Linked DNA regions of Sus scrofa: region 2 is linked to region 1. The links are chromatin contacts, called in public Hi-C maps. All regions are on one chromosome and are shown on one strand. The core of a region is the stretch at or near the end of the contact, and the rest is flanking DNA. Distances in the headings are between cores, read along the strand shown. Region 1 overlaps PDE3A (phosphodiesterase 3A). Region 2 holds the start of PDE3A (phosphodiesterase 3A).

Evidence for each region. Hi-C and Micro-C count contacts between places; a contact is called where the count stands out from the background.
Region 2: a contact with region 1 is called in a Hi-C map of fetal heart ventricle, with 2.5 times the contacts expected there. The contact joins the promoter of PDE3A here to the enhancer-like site in region 1. A contact is called at or near these places in 3 of 47 Hi-C or Micro-C datasets (embryonic fibroblasts, fetal heart ventricle and heart right ventricle) and 1 of 2 datasets of contacts at active chromatin or transcription factors (skeletal muscle).

Annotation. Positions count from the first base shown.
Region 1 is chr5:52,654,270-52,658,961 of Sscrofa11.1, forward strand. The region is part of intron 2 of PDE3A (phosphodiesterase 3A); the gene reads right to left. Among named protein-coding and RNA genes, the nearest start is that of PDE3A, 81 kb to the right of the region's middle. Within about 2 kb of position 2,877, at least 8 of the 83 cell types and tissues checked have an H3K27ac peak or open chromatin away from gene starts, as enhancers often do.
Region 2 is chr5:52,734,928-52,740,037 of Sscrofa11.1, forward strand. PDE3A (phosphodiesterase 3A) reads right to left here and starts at 2,844. Exons shown (of 17, transcript NM_213736.1): 1 at 2,713-2,844; 2 at 2,318-2,682. The coding sequence starts at 2,842.

The sequences.
Region 1 (4,692 bases), core at 1,627-4,126:
TGGCGTGCATGAGGGTAGCACACAAAAGGAAGCATGAAACACAGAGTTAACTAGTTAACTAGTCTCTGTGTTAGGGTCAACTGCTAGTGGAGTAGAGGCACAAATATTCCTAAATAAATACAAAATTTGATATTTCCAAAAGAAGACCAACACTCTAGTTTTGTATTTTTTTTATTTTTTGAAATTTTATTGGCGTATACTTGACTTATAATGTGTTCATTTCTACTGAACAGCAGGGATTCAGTTATGCATACATATATGCTCTTTTTCACAGTACTTCCCATATGGTTTGTCCCAAGATATTGAATAGCATGCTCTATGGTAGGACCTCATTTATCCATCCTATCTAAACTACTTTGCCTCTGCTAATCTAGTTTTGTATGTGAGGAAAAACACCAGAAGGCCATGTAATGTGGGGGAAATTAAAGAGAGAGAAATTAATCCTCTTTTGCCTCAGGATCTACTGACATTCAGAAAGGCCACTGGTCCTTTCTACTAGGAAAAAAAAAAAGAAAGAAAGAAAGAGAGAGAGAGAGAGAAAGAAAGGAAGGAAGGAAGGAAGGAAGGAAGGAAGGAAGAAAAGAAAAGAAAAAAAAGAAAAGAAAAGAAAAGAAAAGAAAAGAAAAGAAAAGCCACAGGTGAATTAGAGACTACTGTTGAGTGTTTAAGAAAGCTGTGAATACCCTGGGGCCTGAAAGCTTCCTGGACTGGAAGTTTGAACCATATCCTTTTTTTTTTTTTTTTTTCTGTCTTTTGAGGGTCACCCTGGCAGCATATGGAGGATCCCAGGCTAAGAGTCGAATCGGAGCTATAGCTGCTGGCCTACACCACAACCACAGCAACACGGTATTTAGGCTGAGTCTGCAACATAAACCACTGCTCACAGGAACACTGGATCCTTAACCGACTGAGCAAGGCCAGGGATTGAACCTGCATCCTCATGGATACTGGTCGAGTTTGTTAACCACTGAGCCATGATAGGAAATCCCATAGAACCACATTCATAAATATCTGATATTTTACAATCACTTGTGCCCTCTACAGCCTTTTTCAAGTGACCAAGTCATATTTACAGATACTATAATTTTTGCTGACATATTTGAAGGGATAAAAAGGTTTGATTTATATTTCAGATTTAAACAGCGAGCTTTGTAAAAATGACCCATGTCTCTGCAGGTAACTGGGCTCTTCATCTTCATCCTCTGACTCAGCCTGAATTGAAAACTGGAGACTGCCTTGGACCCAAGTAAACACTCAATCTTTCTTCGGTACCAGCCTGCTGTTATGCTACATTTCCTACCCTCTTGCAAGATCTGACTGGCTCAAAATGTTGACATATATCTCCTTTTGAAATAGACATACATTTGATGTCCTCATCAAACTACAAGGACACTCTTACCCTTGTCCACCTATGGCCAATGTGTCATGTTAGTCTTCTGAAGAGTAAGTCAGAACATGCCTTCCCTCTGAGATGTCATATCTGGGCCAGAAAGAAATCCAAAGGCCTCAACATGGCCTACAAGGGCCTCCATGGATGGCCTACTGCTTCCTCTACAACCTCTCATCACACCACTGGTGCCCTTGTTCCTAGGCTGTACCCTCACCTGTGAGATTTACACTTGCGTTTTTCTCTGCCTGGAATGCATTTCCCCCAGATGTGCACCTGCATGCTCCCCTTATCATTCAATCTTTCCTTGAACAACTTAACATAAAATATTACATAAACTCTCAGCCTGCTATATTTTTCCTCCTGGCACTCATTCCACCTGCAACATGAGTTACTAGAACAAAATTCAAAGTGGGAACAGAAGCTTTACCTCCTTGTTAAGTGGTATTCTAAATGCTTAGGCTAGCCTGACACAGAGTAAGCACTCAATAAATATGTACTCTAGAGTTCCCATTGTGGCTCCGTGGGTTAAGAGCCTGACATAGTGTCCAAGAGGATGTGGGTTTGATCTCTAGCCTCGCTCAGTTAGTTACGGATCCAGTGGTGCCACAAGCTGCAGCATGGGTTGCAGATGCAGCTGGGATCTGGAGTTGCCTTGGCTGCGGCATAGGCTGCAGCTGCAGCTCCAATTTGACCCTGAGCCTGCAAACTTCCACATGCTGTAGGTGCGGTCCTAAAAAGATAGATAGATAGACAGACATACAGACGGATGGATATTTACTCAAAGAGTGTATGAATGGTCACTAAAGAGTTCTGACAGGGTCAGACCAAGAAGCAAGTGATGAGTAAGTAGGGGTCCAGGACATACATTCATGGACCAGAGGGGCATGGCCTCCACTACTCAGCCACCTTGTCCCCAGTCTTATGCAAACAGAAAATGATCTCTTGGAATTAACCCTCCTAGGAAGGGTTGATAAGCCAAGCAAAGACGCTTTAGGAGAACACAAAATAATGTCCTTCCCACGCCCCATCTCAAAACACTCAATATACTGCTCACCACTCAAGAGGCACTCGATAATAAATGACTGTCTAGAAGCAGGACTGTTTTCCTGTGACTGGAAAAAGGAATAAGGAAGATGACATTTTCCCATGATGTGAGCTTATATGACTGGGCAAAGCCGATATGTATGGGGGGAGGGGCAGTGCTTTAAATTCTCATAAAGTACAAATCCTTTGTTATGCTTTGGATGGGAAGGGCTTTGTCTCAGGCATGTGGGGGAGAAGAAGTGGAGGGGAAAATGCTATTTTTAAGCCCTTTGTTAAGAATGGCTGTTTTTTCCCTCTGATATTCCTAAGCCACCCCAAATGTCATGTTTCCACACAACAGCTGTCTGGATGCTATCAAAGGCACGGCTTGGAGGTGAGAGGAAGGGGTCATATGCTCATCCTCTCACATGCTGCTACTGCTGCTGATTTTTTTAAAAGCTTCGTGACCTAGAAAGGAGGCGGAGGGTATGAATGATGCAGGGACTGCAGAGAGCATTGGGCATCATCAGTCTATTTATATCACCAGGAAGGAAAAAATGAGTCCAGGCCAATGACTCTATACTCCACAGACTGAGTACGCAAAGATTATCTGGAAGAAACAATAAACAACACAGTAAGGCAAGCATTTATGCCGTCAGTGAGAGATGAAAGGGGAGGCTATCTTCTTTGGCTTGATCTTTTCCCCAATTCTTTTTGCTTCTCAAGAATTTCAAGTTGATCCCTGATGGTTCCTACTACCGCGCGAAGCATCCTGAGTCTTAAAGACACGGCCACCCACACTTTAAAAACTGGCTTCACTCCATATGTGCAGACATGCTCACTTTGGCTATGATCAGCAGTCATTTGGACAAGCTTTAAGTTTGGGGAAAATGTTTTTCAGGCTTAACAAAGTATTTGGAAAAGCCTTACAGATACCTGTGTGACTTAATTCTGAAAAGAGGAGGAAAATGAGAAGATTTACGTGGATTTGCACAATAGAGAAAAATTTTTCCCCAAGGTATGTAATCAGTTCCTCTTAAATGGTGAAATATTTCCAGGACAAAGCCGGGGAGAAAGCACCAAGGCACAGCTGTTAACACTTATTCCTGCATCACTGGAGAATTTAATGCCAGGCTTTACCTCTAGACTTCTACTTATTTCTAAAGGAAGCAGGATAGTGTGGGGCCTAATGGAAACGAGGTTGTAAAACTTACCCATTTTTGCTCTTTTGTCACCCATTTATTCGTGCAAATTCTGCCAGCTGGATTTGCTTTTGGAGTTATTTTACTAGCTGTGGTCATGGGTTTGCTGACAACTGGTGAGGGTATGAGATGTTTTCTAAGGTATGAGATTAGGTATGCTTGGTGTGACATTTATTGATCCACATGGCTCAGACCTAGACCCTGGATTTCTTCACAGAACACAAACTGATTCCTTTGTACACACCCATGGTTCATAAGAACAGACTTCCTGTGTCTATCGCTATTCAAGTCTTCTCACCATCTCTGAGGCAGGCAGTTGAATGCAGGCTTCCCCCTTTCCCTTCATCTGCTGAAATCATGTTTGGTTTTAACTCATCGGGCACACACTGTCATCTCATCACACTCACTTCTTCCCAGCCTCATCTATAAAGGGAGTGAGGCTGGAATCTTGAATTGCTCAGGTCAAAGAGAATTAATGCTTTACTTCTTTAATTTCAAATACCCACAAGGGGCAACTTTTTAGCTCATAAATGTTAATCATTTGTTAAGTTAATGATCTCTTTACACCTGCTGCTGCATATGGGAAACATAGTGACCGATGGATCAAGTCAATGAATTCAGAAAGAATAACAAACTACTCTGATTCCTCAGAATGTAAATGGGCTGATAAGATACAATATATCTAACTCTGTGTGTGTGTGTGTGTGTGTGTGTGTGTGTGTGTGTTTCTTTTGCATGAGCTTGCAAGTTGAAGAGGCACCGCTACTTGTTCACATGTATTGGGTGCCAAAAAGGAAAAGTTGTGTGAGGCCAATTAGAGGGAAGATATATTTAATGCAAATGGAAAACTGATATTTATGATGGACAGACTGGGAGCTGCTCAGGGAGAGGGGGGGCAGGGAAAGCAGAGCAGAAACAAAAACTGAGCCACAGGTAACTTAAATTAATAGGTACTTGATAAATACTTTCTGGTTGATTACACAATAGAGGAGAGGGGAATTATGGGATGTATCATCTTTGAACTCTCCTCTACATGCACCACACAACCAAGAAAAGGAACTTAATATTCACATGCTC
Region 2 (5,110 bases), core at 1,594-4,093, 81 kb after region 1:
TGTGATAAACAGATAAGCCATTCACTATATAGCTCCTGAACTTTTCACACAGTTTGGCTAACGTATGAGATATTGCCCTGTCTTATAAGATCCTATTGCACGCTAGTTCCCACCCACTCCCCACAATTATGCTCAGCAACAACTTTCATGGCTCATATATAAAAACTAGTCTTAAGTAACACGCACACACTCACCCATGCCCTCATTAAAATTTCAAGTAAATAAATTTCTACTAAATGTAACCTTGTTTTTTCATCCGCCAAGAGATAATCTCTCACTTTAGAATAGTCTTCATAAACACGGCCTTTAAAAAAAAAAAAATGGTGACCAAAGAAACTGACCAAAATAGATAATTTTCAACAGCATTCATCAGCAAAAACATTTAAAAGTGCAATGCTGTTATTTTCTTATAATTTGCAGATAATTCAAACCCCCCATTTATCAATTCAAACCAGAGAAAACCAATAAAAACCCACAGCTTAATTAACACCACTGGTTAATTCACCTAAACATCTTCTTATGTTAAATCCACCCTTAACTCCTTAACTTCTAAATGTTAATGTGGAATTTCAGAAAGTAAATTTCGAGGATTAATTTAAAGTCAAGTTATTTATGATTATATCACAGATTTGCCTTAGAAATTCAGGTTCAATTTTGCAATGATTAAATCACATTTCCCCATAAATTAAGTGTGTTTGAAACGTATTTAAACTAATAGTGCTTTTATTTAAAAGACATTCCCTCCGGTAACTTTGAAAAGAAATTAGAATGTGTTTTTCCCCTAATTGGTTTACCCTTAAATAGATAGGTTACTTTATTCTGCTGATTTCCAAATTTCTAGCAAAACTAAGTATCAGTCAGTGGCCTGTTTTTAACTTCATTCTCAGAGTAAGCTAAACCGAAGAAATATTTGCTTTATCTAAACAAAAAGCTAAATAAGTACATTTGTTTTAAAGCAAACATAGAGACTATGATGCTGTCATCCATTCTGCTAAATAATGTCAAACAACCACATTCTGTGTAATCAACTCCATTTCAGAAACAAACTGGCCACTACACCATATGGTGACTGCTATTTCTTAGAAATACCCAAATGATTATCCACAGAATAACCTAAAAAGAAAAAGCTCACTATGTCTTAGAGTAGTCTCTCACTCCCTAAAGTTGTTCTAATAGCACCACAGGTACACAAGCATAAATTTAAATGGGAAAGTGTAAATTTCCATTTGCTGTACATAACCAGCTCTCTGCCACCCCCACCCAAGTGTCAAATCTGCTTGGAGTAGAGAGGTGAACACTAAGTATTCCTTTTCAGATACAATCTGCATTTAAAATTAGGATTTGTTCCTTTAATGCCCCTTATAGCAGCTATAAGGGTCTCAAAACACTTAATGATAATAAGGCTACTGGTCCCCAAAATTCACTGAACTTTTATCCGGAATAACTTCACTCATAATACTAGATTCCTCCTCCTCCCTGAAATACTTATATCACCAGATTTAAAAATACTCTCCTGAATTAATATTTCCTGCATAAATCCATTTGAATTTCTAAATATTCACTTAAGTATGTAGATACATAAGAGAAATGTCTCTTTTTAGTTTACATTAAAGCACAGTCCACAATTTTGACAAATTCTGATGCGCAAGAAAAACTATTCCCCAAATTGAAGTTTATAAACAAAACAGATTAGCATGTGATAATGTATGTCCCCAAATTACATTTAAAAACAAACTGGGCACCACCAAACACAATCTCCTCAATTAAGACACTGCAAAACCAGAAAATAATCAGTACCTCACTTCAAGTATTCTTTGTTTGTACTCTAGAATATTTTTACTGACTTCCATAAACGTTTACCTGTCCCTTTAGAGGAAAGAAATTTTATAAAAAGAAATAGAAACCTAGTAAAAATCCAAGTCTTAAAAATCACCCACTGCTTAAAAAAAAAATTAAAATAAATAAATAAACTTAATTCGAACATTTCTGCTAAAGGAGGAAAGTATGTGGGCACTTAAAAGTGCAAAGGCGCCATACGCCAGGTGTAGCAAATCTAAAAAGTTGGCCCAGCTGTGGAAGACCCTGCAAATGCCATCTAGTTTTATTACTTATTCGTGTTCCTGTTGTTCAAGGTTATAAAATATTGCGTGAGAGGAGGGGGGAAATTCGCTAGTTTCCAACTAAGGCTGAAGTTAGAGCGCTTTTCTAAGCTATCTTTCCTTCTGTTCCCAGCGATCGAATCCCCTCCACTTTGTGATGGATCTCAAGGGTTTCAAGTTTTCCCCATAGGCGCGAGAGAGGGGCTGCCGGCGCTTACCTGTTCTCTCGGTATGCAGGGCAGAGAGGTCCTCCGATGGGACTTGCTGCTACAGCCGGACATCTCGGCGGACACCACGGAGCTGGACCGCCTCCTCCTCTTAAATACCGGGATATCTTCCTTGGTCCCAGCAAGCAGCTGGGACCCAAAATGCTCCCTCGGAGCCGCCCCCGCTGACTGCGGCAAGATTTGCTCCACGTACCTGGCCAGGAGGATCCCCAGCACGCCGGCCAAGTACGCCAGGTAAGGTCTCCAGGCGACCTTGAATCTCTCTAAGGAAATGAGGGACACCGTCCTGACAGCGCTAGTCAAGGCGATCATGAGGACGCCCAGCCTCAGCCTCAGCACCAGCCATGTCGCGGCGGCCAAGCAGCTGAGCACCACCCCCGCGGCGGGGAGCGAGAGTAAGTGATCCTCCCCGACGCCCAGCCCAATCTGGACGAGCGCTTCCCCCCCGCAGCAGGCGGCCAGCAGCGCGACGGCCAGAGGCAGGCGCACCCCGGCGCGCAGGAGGTACAAGCCCATCCAGAAGAAGGCACAGAGGAGACTGAAGAGCAGCGCCGAGGGCTGCAGCCAGGGGCCGAGCGGCGCGCCGCCCCCGGGAGCACCACCCCGCGGCCCCGGGAAGACGCCCCCTTCTGCGCCCGGGGCCGCTTCCTCCTCCTCCGCCGCCGCCGCCGCCTCCTTACTCCGCTCCAGGTCACAGCCGATCTCCCCGCGGACTAGCCTCACCAACAGCGCCAGCAGAAAGGACAGGGAGCCCGCGTACAACGCGGAGGAAAGTTTCCGGCAGCGCCGGAGCGGCCGCAGCACCAGGTCTCCCCAGCAGCCGCGGCAACCCGAGTCCCGCGGCGGTGCGGTGGCGACGCGAGGGTGCTTGTCCCGGCCATCTGCGGGGGCCGGCCTCGCCTCCCCGTGGCCGGGCTTAGCCCCGACGCGCGCGGCCTTGCCCGGCGCTGCCATGGTGCGCCCTCTTCGCGGAGTCCCCGAGGTCCCCCAGGCACTCCCACCCCGCCACACACACACACACACAGACACGCACACACGCCCGCTCGCCCTCCTCCCAATCCCACCCTCGGAATCCCTCCTTCTCCTCCCAGCCTGGGAGCGTCGAAAGTTTCAGCTTTCGGCAACTCCTGGAGAATACTAGATGCTCCAAAGAGACGCCTTCAAGTTAAAAGCTTAGCACAGGCAGAAAGAATCAGACTTCCTCTTTTTCTCTCTTGGAAAAGCTCTGCAAAATTCTCCGCTCCACCCCCACCCCCGACTTCAGTCCTCCAGGGTCTCTCCCTACTTTGGGATTTTTAAAGATTGCCCAAGGTGTCCAGCGCTCGGGGACCGCAGCCACTGGAGGCGCGGAAGGCGCGGGGAGAGCTCGGGACCATCCCGGGCGCTACTGCGCGCGGGGCCCGCGGCAGACGGAGGTCCCCCTTCTCTTCCTTTCAGCAGCTCTTTATCACTCTTTCTTTCTTCTCTGCCGATCCTCCCCGGCACGGCCCCGGGAAGCGAATCGCCATTCCCTGGGGCAGAAAGCACAGCCTCCCCTGCGTCTGTCGGTCCAGTTCATGGCAAAGGGTGGAAAAAATGGAAAACGGGCTGAGAAATAAGCAAGAAGTTGCTAAGTCCGGTTGGAGAGAGACACAGTCCGAGAGACAAGCGGCTGCGGCAGAAGGAAGGGAGGAAGAGAGAGCTGGAAAGGAAGGGAAAGTGAGAAGGGAGAAGGAGATTTGCTCTCCCCCCTCCCACCCACCCCCGCCCCCTTCTTTTTGGTGCGAGGTTGGTAGTGATTTGCAATTTTGCAGAAGGTAAGGGAGTGAAGACGCTGCTTAAAACTGTATTTAAAAAGCAGGCAGCTGGAGCTATCTGCAATCCCGCTTGCTTTCTTTAAGGCAACTCCCTAGGAAAGCTTGCGCAGGCCAGCTCCCGGCCCTCCCCCGGAGGAGGCGCTACTCTCAGCACCAGAGCTCCTTTCCCCAGAGCGGTGCTGCGCAGCCAGCACTCTGGGGAATGGGTTGCTGAGGCACGTGAACTGCCCAGCTCGCTGCAGCCGGGGGACCGCGGGGGTCTACGGCTGGCCCTCAGGTTGAGCTGTCTAAGATGTTGGAAGGAAAAAAGAAAAAAAAAAAAAAAAAAAGGATTGTGCTTGGATACTTGGCAGGCGACAGGAGCCAACTGACTTCCCACTGTTATTAACATGACAGCCACATCTACTGTCTGAGTGATTCGAAGGTGCTTATAGGTTCTCAAGTCAGGTACAACAGCAAACCAAATTCAGGTGGCATTGTGAGGCCTTGACTGCTCTTGTGGGAAGGTCTGTTTTCAACAGAGAACCCAAGCTTTTCCTGTTGGTCCAAATAATGGAAAATCTCAACAAGTAACCTAGACCATGAGAACATTATTAAGGATAGGTAGGACGGAAGAGCAGGGGGTTTTTTAGTATTACTTAAAATTTTTTTAAAAAGGAAGTATATGAGAGTATTAGTGAACAATTGTTGATGTTGGATGGCAAATTATTTTGAGATTAAGTGACCCTAGCCTCAAGAAGGTGTACAAAGTTATGAAGCCAAAACAGTCAATCAGAAAGCCGTATAAAGAAATCTCAAGGGAAAAGCAGTGAGGACAGGTAGGTGAACAATAGGAAAGATCTTAGTAGGCTGTCTATGGTTGTGAAATACTATGTCTACCATTAATAAAGCTTATGAGAAAAAAATCAGGATCCTAGTTATTTATATTTACAGGATACATATTTCATGTACCACAGTACTGTAGTATTTGAGAAACTAAAGGAAAAAC